Regions from separate parts of the Muntiacus reevesi genome. Here region 1 is linked to region 2. Evidence: chromatin contacts called from public Hi-C data. All regions are on one chromosome and are shown on one strand. The core of a region is the stretch at or near the end of the contact, and the rest is flanking DNA. Distances in the headings are between cores, read along the strand shown. Region 1 holds the start of CYB5A (cytochrome b5 type A). Region 2 holds the start of ZNF407 (zinc finger protein 407).

What was found. Hi-C and Micro-C count contacts between places; a contact is called where the count stands out from the background.
Region 1: a contact with region 2 is called in a Hi-C map of blood, with 2.1 times the contacts expected there. The contact joins the promoter of CYB5A here to the promoter of ZNF407 in region 2. A contact is called at or near these places in 2 of 3 Hi-C or Micro-C datasets (blood and muscle).

What each region holds. Positions count from the first base shown.
Region 1 is chr4:4,483,360-4,488,370 of mMunRee1.1, forward strand. CYB5A (cytochrome b5 type A) reads left to right here and starts at 3,354. Exons shown (of 5, transcript XM_065932299.1): 1 at 3,354-3,604. The coding sequence starts at 3,476.
Region 2 is chr4:4,308,260-4,312,895 of mMunRee1.1, forward strand. ZNF407 (zinc finger protein 407) reads right to left here and starts at 2,323. Exons shown (of 9, transcript XM_065932291.1): 1 at 2,033-2,323.

The DNA.
Region 1 (5,011 bases), core at 2,104-4,603, 180 kb after region 2:
AGGGGGGTTGCGGTCCATGGGGTCACCCAGAGTTGGACAGGACTGAAGTGACACACTTCACCTTGGAGCACTTGCCATGTAGGATGTTTCCTTATACCTGCGTTTTAAAGTAAGGAAGTCTTGTTTGATAATAGCATTTGCTAAAATCTGTTGATTTCTTTCTTTGTGCCAGACCCTGGCTAAACATTTTATAAGCAATGACTTAGAGAGTTAACTGATTAGGTCATAGTCATGCATCTGATAAGTTACTAAACCAGGAATAGGATCCAGGTTACTGGTATCAAAGTTTTGTTTTAACCACTTCTGGAGTTACTCAGAACTGGCACTGAAATCTGAAACAGTCTTGACATTGGATTATAGAGGCAGTTGTCACTGACACACTGCTCTGCCAGAGTCGTGGGGAGATTCAGCAGACCTGGGAACTGTTAGGCAAATGGTATACATAACCTGATTTACTGTTTTTAAAGCATTTAGGACAGTTATAACACTAAATACATGTATTTGAAAAGAGGAAAAATCCCAATTCAATAATCTAAACTCTCACCTCAAGAAACTAGGGGAAAAAAAGGGACCCAAAGCAAGCAGAAGGAAAGACTCAATAAGGAGCAGAAATCAGCGACCAAAAAAAGATAAAAGAAAAACACTGGAGAAAATTAGAGGCCAGAATCAAGCTCTTCGAAACAAATCAGTAAACCAACAACCTTGTAAATTAACTATACTTTTTAAAATTTATTATTTTAAATTATTTAATTAGAGGCTAATTACTTTGCAATATATGGTGGTTTTTGACATACATCGACATGAATCAACCATGGGTGTACATGTGTCCCACCATCCTGAAACCCCTTCCACACCCCTCCCCACCCCATCCATCTGGGTTGTCCCAGAGCACTGGATTTGGGTGCTCTGCACCATGCATCAAATTTGTACTGGTCATCTATTTTATACATGGTAATATACATGTTTCAATACCATTCTCTCTTATCATCCCACCTTTGCCTTCTCCCACATAGTCCAAAAGTCTGTTCTTTACATGTGTGTCTCTTTTGCTGTCTTGCATATAGGGTCATTGTTACTTTCTAAATTCCATATATATGCACTAATATACTGTATTGCTGTTTCTCTTTCTGACTTACTCTGTATAATAAGGCTCCAGTTTCATTCACCTCATTAGAACTGACTCAAATGCATTTTTATAGATGAGTAATATTCCATTATGTATATGTACCACAACTTCCTTATCCATTTGTCTGCCAATGGACATCTAGGTTGTGTCTGTGTCCTAGCTATTGTAAGTGCTGCAGTGAACATTGGGGTGCACGTGTCTCTTTCAATTCTGGTTTCCTCAGTGTGTACGCCCAGCAGTGGTATTGCTGGGTCATATGGCAGTTCTATTCTTTTTTTTTTTTTAAAGTAATCTCCACACTCTTCTCCATAGTGGCTGTACTAGTTTGCATTCCCACCAACAATGTAAGAGTGTTCCCTTTTCTCCACACCCTCTCCAGCATTTATTGTTTGTAGACTCTTTGATGGCAGTCATTCTGAAAGACGTGAGATGGTACCTCATTGTGGTTTTGATTTGCATTTCTCTGATAATGAGTGATGTTGAGCATCTTTTCATGTGTTTGTTAGCCATCTGTATGTCTTCTTTGGAGAAATGTCTGTTTAGTTCTTTGGCCCATTTTTTGATTGGGTCGTTTATTTTTCCGGTATTGAGCTGCATGAGTTGCTTGTATATTTTGGAGATTAATTCTTTGTCAGCTGTTTTGTTTGCTATTTTCTCCCATTCTGAAGGCTGCCTTTTCACCTTGCTTGTAGTTTCCTTTGCTGTGCAAAAGCTTTTAAGTTTAATTAGGTCCCATTTATTTATTTTTGTTTTTATTTCCATTATTCTGGGAGGTAGATCATAGAGGATCTTGCTGTGATCTATGTCAGAGAGTGTTCTGCCTATGTTTTCCTCTAACAATTTCATAGTTTCTCATCTTACATTTAGATCTTTAATCTATTTTGAGTTTATTTTTGTGTATGGTGTTAGGAAGTATTCTAGTTTCATTCTTTTACAGGTGGTTGGCCAGTTTTCCCAGCACCACTTGTTATAAACAGATTGTCTTTTCTCCATTGTATATTTTTGCCTCCTTTGTAATTTTTTTGAAAAGCACATTGAAAAAAAGAAAAGAATTACATATCATAAGCAGGTAGGGCTTATTCTAGAGATGCAAGGTTGGTGCAGTATTTGAAAACCTGCCCCATTGCATCATGTGAAATGGATAAAGAGTATTTGGAATGTTTGGGGACTTGTCTTCTTGGCCTTGCGTTCCTACGGAGGAGGCAAGCAAGGGGGCAGGACACCACCAGCAGCAGCAGCGAGTGGAAAGAGCTGTGCCGGTTCCGGTTTCCTGGGGGATGACCTACACGTGTAATCCACCGTGTCCTTCTTTTTGGAAGTAAATACGGTTGCTGAAAAAGGCCTTAACAAAAATCAGACTACTATCTTTTTTTTTTTTTTTATTTTTACCGTGAGGGAATTCTCTCCCCCACCTTTTAAAAATGAAACATTTATAAATCTTCCAATGGATGCTCAGCTGGGGAGGTACTGCTCCAGGCTCTATTCCAAGAGCTATCAATCATTTAGAATTTACCTTAAACAATATAGCAGTGAGAAAAGACAGAAGACACTCATAGAAGTACTCGCCTACTCAGGCGTCAAGAAATAATCACTTCAGAGCGACCGGCGTCCTCAGAACCTACACTTGAGGCCGCTTTTGCTTTTACGGAACAGTTCCCGGGTTGTTCTTTTTCTTTTTTTCTCCTGAGAGAATGGGGCAGTTCTGGGGCGGGAGGGGATGGGTCAAGCAGTCACAGAGCCGTGCTCCGGGCAGCACACTTGTCCGGCCGAGGCGAAGCGGGGAACTGCGTGAGTCCACGTCCACCAGGTTGCTCTGCATCTCTCAGCCTCGCAATCCACGCCTACGCTCGCTGCGGAAGGACTCTGTTACAAATTAACGAACGTTCAGGTCTGACCGGATTGGGAAACCGCGGCGATTTTGATGTGGGGTCGCTGCCCTGCACAAGGTGGACTCTGCGCGGTTCACCCCGGCCAGGTCCACGCAATCCCAGACGCTGACCCCGGCGCCACCGCCTTCTGGCGCAGAGACGGGGGGAACCCCGCCCCCCGCGCTCTCCTATACTGTGATTGTGAAGGGCACCTTTTGCAGCCAATCAACACCCGTTCACTGGGCGGGGCCCGCCTGGTTGGTGGAGAGCGTCAGTCGGGGGCGGGGCCCTTGAGCGACAGGAATTCTGACCAATCATCGGAGGCCATGCTTCGGCCCCTCCCCTCCTCCGTACGGGCAGCCCTGCCTGGGAGCCGAGCCCGGCAGCGGGGAATGTCCCAGGGCGAGTTCGCAGAGACTGCCGCTCTTCTCCGTCCCGCTCTCCTGCTGCCTTTAGGGCCTTAGGCTCTCTGCGTTAAGAAATGGCCGAGGAGTCCAGCAAAGCCGTTAAGTACTACACCCTGGAGGAAATCCAGAAGCACAACCACAGCAAGAGCACCTGGCTGATCATACACTACAAAGTGTACGATTTGACCAAATTTTTGGAGGAGGTGAGTTGATGGAGGCAGGATGCCGACCGGGGCTTGGGGGGCTCCCTGCCGAGACTTGCCTCGGGGGGGCGGGATTGATCTGCGCACGACTCCGCGTGCACACCTGAGTGTGGTCACCCTCGCGGGAGCACCAGGCTCTGCACACCTGGGAGGCTCTCCCCTCATGCACACACCTGTGTCTCTGCCTCCCTCTGTGTGCGCGCTCCCTGAGTGCACGACTGGGAGCGGACTCCGAGTTTGTACCCCTGAGTTTGCGGGCCCGCGTATTTGTCCCCGGAGGCTGCACCTCCGGGTGTGAACACCTGGGGGCGACCGGAGGTGCCAGGTGAGCCAGTTTCCCAGCCCGCGGCGCGCCCTCGTAGGGCAGGAGCCGCCTCCCAGGACCGTGCGCGGGCAGGTGGGAGATCCCCGCTACGCACTTAGTGGGGAGCAAAGTCTCACGTGAAATTGAGGGCGCAACCACGGGAGGATTTTTGAAGGTCCTGTTTATCTTGAGTTTGCATAGGCCAGTTCTTCATCTAGGACCAGGGTCGTGCCACTTATTCCTGGAGTGTATTCCTAATTGGAGCCGGTGCCACTCCACCATCCACGCCCAGTCACCCGCTGTTCACCTAGAAGGCGCCCAGTGACATTTAAGCTATCCAGTGCTGACTTCAGTTTAAGGCGCAGTACTGGACTCCAGCGAGCGGCTGGGGTGGGAGTTGGGAGTCGGGGGGCGAGTGGCTGAGGAAGGAGAGAGGGACAGATAAGTGAAAAGAACCAGTGCGACTTCACCCTTAGGCAGCTTTGAGAATTGTAAAATAGCTGGGTAACTTAGAGGAAAGCAATCCTTTGCCTTGATTCTTTGCATTGATTATAGTTTTTTGCAATAAATTCTAAGGGGTTTTTGTTTGCTGCCTCTGGCTGTTTTCTCACTGTGTGTGTGTGGGAGGGGGGGTTCAGTCATACATTTTTTTTTAAACAATTTTTTATTGGAGTATAATTGCTTTACAATGTTGTGTTAGTCTCCGCTATACAACCAAGTGAATCAGCTGTATGTATACATACATCCCCTCCCTAAATATATTTTTTAATTGAAGGATAATTGCATTACAGAATTTTGTTGTTTTCTGTCAACATGTAACACTCTCCTTCATTCCCCCAGACAATAAACAGGAACGTTTAGTGATGGGAATTCTTTACATAGCTTGTGAGAAAAATGAAGGTAGAGGCCTGGTCTGAGCTGGATCACAATTTGTATCAGAAGACGTTTGTTTTGCAGAGAATGTTTAATTTTTTTAAAGTTTGAAGTTGTTTATTAGCAACATATTTTACTGTTAAACTGTCACCAGGTGATGTGCCAGAAGATAAAATAGTGTCTTGATGTGGTTAAGAGTGGTTTATAGCAGAGGGTCAAATCTGTCCTAT
Region 2 (4,636 bases), core at 1,073-3,572:
CTCCTTCATTTCAAGCCAAGTGCCACTCTCATTTCTTATGAGAAAATATTCGTGTAATAAACATTCTTGAGAAACACAAAATTTTAAAAATGTATCAGTCTTAGGTATTTCCATTATGACACGGCTTTAATTTATCCTCCTACTCGTGGATTTATAAACCAGGATTCTTCTCACAACCTGTGATACCTGAGAAACAGATCTCTTCTTTGAGGGGCTGTGAGAGAGGGAGGGAGGAGAATCAGATTAGAAGAGTCTGTTTTATAAGGGCTGGAGAGCTCTCCTCTAATAAAACCACATTAGAATGAATGCTGGGGGAAACGTCCCATCAATCAAGGGAACCCCCATTAACCCTGGAGATCGCACTCAAGGCTGCACCCTGCAGGCTGTCAGCGCTGCTCCCCCGCAGTCACCACTCCCACTGTGGGCCCGTGCTCCATTTCAGCACGGAGCAGCAGGCACTGTATCTGTGTATCTGTCTCCACAACCGGCCCTGAAATCATCTCGGGCAACACGTTCATCTCTCCTTCACCTAGAAGGGTGTCTGACAGGAAGCAGGAAGTGTTTAAGTCAAGTCAGCTGTGCTTTGCTGAACAACAATTGAACTCTGTCCAATCTTGCAGTTTTTGTGCAAATTTGAAATTATTCGAAAATAAAAATTTTTTTAAAAAGACGGGCGGGGGGTACCAGTAGCACTGCGCTGTCCGCAATCATCACAACTGTCTCACATGTCACATCAGAAGACACAAGCTACTGGAGAGTCCTGCCCTAGTGTTCACCAGCTGCGACACTAGGAGGGGGTCACTTCACATGGAGCAAACTTGAAAAGGAGGCTTCCCTGGTGGCTCCGGGTGAATCCGCCCGCCAGTGCAGGCAGTGGACCGGGGTTCCAACCCTGGGTAGGGAAGATCCCCTGGAGGAGGGAAGTATTCTTGCCTGGAGAATCCCATGGACAGAGAGGAGCCTAGCGGGCTACAGTCCATGGAGTCGCACAGACTCGGGCACTAGTTAGTGACTCAGGACTTGAACACAAACTTGAAAAAGAATGAGTAACAAACATTTGAGATTGGAATCCCCGATGTTAACTTTGGTCAAGATTTAATCTTGGTCTCCGTTGGTGAAGAGAATATAATTCCTACTCTACAAGACTGCTGTGCTAAATAAAGCAGAGTATCTGTCAAACGAGCTCCTAAGGATGCTCTGATCATATACGTCCGGTCTTCCCACTGGACTAACACTTCAACGCAGGGCAGGTGCAGGCGGTGACCAGTTCCAAGGGCTCAAACTGTAAAGTTCTCCCTCGATCGGCGCCAGGGCTACGATCATCTATAAAGGAGTCCCGCACATGTGCGCGTGGGTGCCCACCCCGCCCAGGCGTCCTGTTGCAGAGTTCCCCTGGAAAACAACTCCAGCCGTTCACACCGCGGCGCAGCCGACAGGGGTCAGCCGCTGCTGCGGCCCGCGGCGCCCGGCTGGGTCCCGGGCGAGCGACCCGAGAGCACGGAGGACGCGCCCGCCGGCTGCACCGGGCGGGACCCGTGGCGGCCGGCAGCCCGGGCGGTCTACGTCCCGGGCCGGGCGGCTTGAACCCGAGCGGCCGGGTCCCGCGGCCTCCGGCGCTCCGCCCGCCCGGCGTCCGTAACGGCGGCAGCGCGGCTCGGGGAGGCCGGGAGCGCGCGGCCGGCACGCGGCGCGTGCTGCGCTTCCCCGCGGAGCAGCCCGGCGAGGAGAAGCGCCGATCGCGGGCGGGGGGCGCGCGATCGCGGCCTCGGCGCTGACAGCCGGCCCGGCGGGGAGAGCCCGGCGCGGGCTGCGGGCGTGTGTCGGGGGCGTCGGGGCGGCGCCGGGAGGGACCGGCGAGCCGGGAGGGGCGGAGGCGGGGGGAGGGGGGCGGAGGCAGAGCGAAGGGCCGCGGCGGGGCGCCCGGCGCCCATCGGTCCGCGCCCCGGCCCGCAGGCCCCCGCCTCTGGGCCCCGCGCTGACGCCGGACGGTCCCCGCCCCCACGCCCCCCGCCCAGGCCGGGGGGTATCTCACCTGTTTGCCGGCGGGGCCGCTCCCGCTCGCCCCTCTGACTGACTCCTCCGGCTCACCGTCTTCCCTCTGGGAGGAAGGGGCGGGACTTCCGGCTTCGGCGCTTCCCCACTTCCGGCGGCCACCAGGACTACTGTTTCGGGGACGGGGCGCCGGGCATCTTGGACAGAGCCCCAGATCTTGGAACCGGGGTTAGTGAAGGTCAAATCGAGTGCTCCCTACCTGTCCCGACGGGCCGGCGGGCCTGTATGCCTCCCGCGTTCCGTATGTTGCCTCCTGCCGGAAGTCACTGGGCTCTGGAACAGGATGTCCCGCCCCCTCCCCCAGTGAGGAAAACGGAAAAATCCTAGAGGTCGGCTGCAAAACCAAGGGAGACGCGGGTCAATCATTGTGGACGACTGGCGGCGTCCGACCCGGAGGACCAGGCGGGGTTTGCGGGGCTCCCCGAGCGGATTCCTGCCGGACGGTCCGCCGCCCTTCCGACCCCGTGCCCACCAATCCACCCCCACTCGCCCGCCTTCGCGGATCCCGGGGGAGGCCGCTGCCCTGGGCCCGAGCTGGCTGAGCGCTGCCCGGCGCTCGTCTTGTGGGGACAGGGTCTCTCTGGCGCGCCGGGCGCTTGCGCGGCTCCAGGGACTCAGGAAGACCTGAAGAGCGCCTCAAACAAAGGGATCCTCGGAGCCACGGGCCGAATTCCGGTACTAACGGGGAGGCAGAGTTGCCAAAGGTGGTTGTTGGACGCTTTGGCAAGAGAAACCGAAGACACTTAGGGCGTTGAAGACGTCCCCGCCGAATCGTTTTTATAAACGTGAAGAGCACATCGCAAGAAGCACAGCACGACGGAGCCTAGTAGACACCACCCCTCCTGCCCCTTTTCGGGGAACTCTGGGCAACCTGAAGCTTACAGCCTTTTCTCAGGAGACTCAAAGTCCGGATGGAGGACTGCAGCTTGAAAAGTGCGCGGGCAAAGATGCTCAGAGAGGAGCGGGCAGCTGTGCTGCCCCACTTGGGGTCAGTGTAAAGACAGAGCTGGCAAAGGAGTTTTGACTTTATCTCGAAGATATAGGGAGGGGAATTTCCTAAATAATCAGCTTTGTATAATTTTTAAGTAAGTGGAATTTTTTCAGGATAGTATTACAATGATAGGCTTTCTTAGCCTGGCGGATCAGATGATAAAGACTCTGCCTACAATGTAGGAGACCTGTGGTCGATCCCTGGAGAAGGGAATGGCAGCCCACTCCAGTATTCTTGCCTGGAGAAGCCCATGGACAGAGAAGCCTTGGCGGGCTACAGCCCCAAAGAGGGAGACACAACTGAGGGACTAACATTTTAACTTGTCAACCAAAGCAACTGTCAAAGCCAGTTCCAGATCAGTGATTCTGAATCAGAACATTCAGGTGATAATCGTTTTTAAACACTGTCTTATAGAGTATCTTTCACAAACATCATCTGGTCAAATTCTTTTTGTAATCTATATGAAGCCTCATGTCTGTCACCCACAACAGGTAATTGCAGTTTAGAAGAGTCAACTTTTCCCAAGATCACACAGCTAGTAAAGGTGGAACTCGTCTGTAAACTCTACAGCCAGCCTTTTCCAGTCCACCATGCATCTTTTGGATGACAAGGCGATGAATTTCTCAACAGTTACAGTAGCTAGCATTTTTCCATGTGGAATAGACATTCTGTTGATTTTGAGTTCTGATTGATCTTGCCACCTTTCTTTTCTTACCTTGGGAATTTGACATTCCTCTTCCTTCTTGAAGCAGTGTAATCAAACCTGAGTTTATTTTTCAGTTCCCCATCATCCATTATTTTACTGAGACAGGCAGGACCTTTACATTATATAGTGACCTTCAAGAAGTCAAGTCGACTTCATTTTCCTCATGTATAAAATGAGTCATTTAGGGTAAAGTTCCCTTCCTTTGAAATTCTGTTAAATGTAAATGGAGATGTTCTCAAATTTCTAAGCCACAGTAATACTGTTACTATCAGTAAAACAGATTTTGTTCCATTAGATGATACTAATAACAGTGATGCTATGCATGCTAAGACACTTCACTCGCATCCGACTCTTGCGACCCCATGGACTGTAGCCCTCCAGACTCCTCTGTCCATGGGATTCTCCAGGCAAGAATACTGGAGTGGATTGCCATGCCCTCCTCCAGAATAACAGTGATAGCCATAGTTTATAAAGCACCTACTGTGTGTCATGCAGTGTGCTAGAGAATCCAAGAATGTAGGGAAAATTTGATTGTTTTTCTGTCTTGTTAAGGAATTTTATGTATAATATATATGTATGTCCTTGTATGTGTGTGTGTATATATATAGAGTAAGGGCTTCCTTGGCTCAGTGGTAAAGAATCTGCCGGCCAAGGGGTCAGGAAGATACCCTGGAGAAGGAAATGGCAACCCACTCCATAACGCTTGCCTGGGAAATTCCAAAAAGAGAGGAACCTCACTGGCTGCAGGTCATGGGGTCACAAAGGCGTCAGACATCACGTAGCACCCAAACAGCAGTGCGTGTGTAATAAAGCCCCTCGGAGCTTCTTTCAGAGACGTTTGTTAAGGCGATGTCCTTCCGTGGCTCCTGACCTCCATCTTCTCCTGG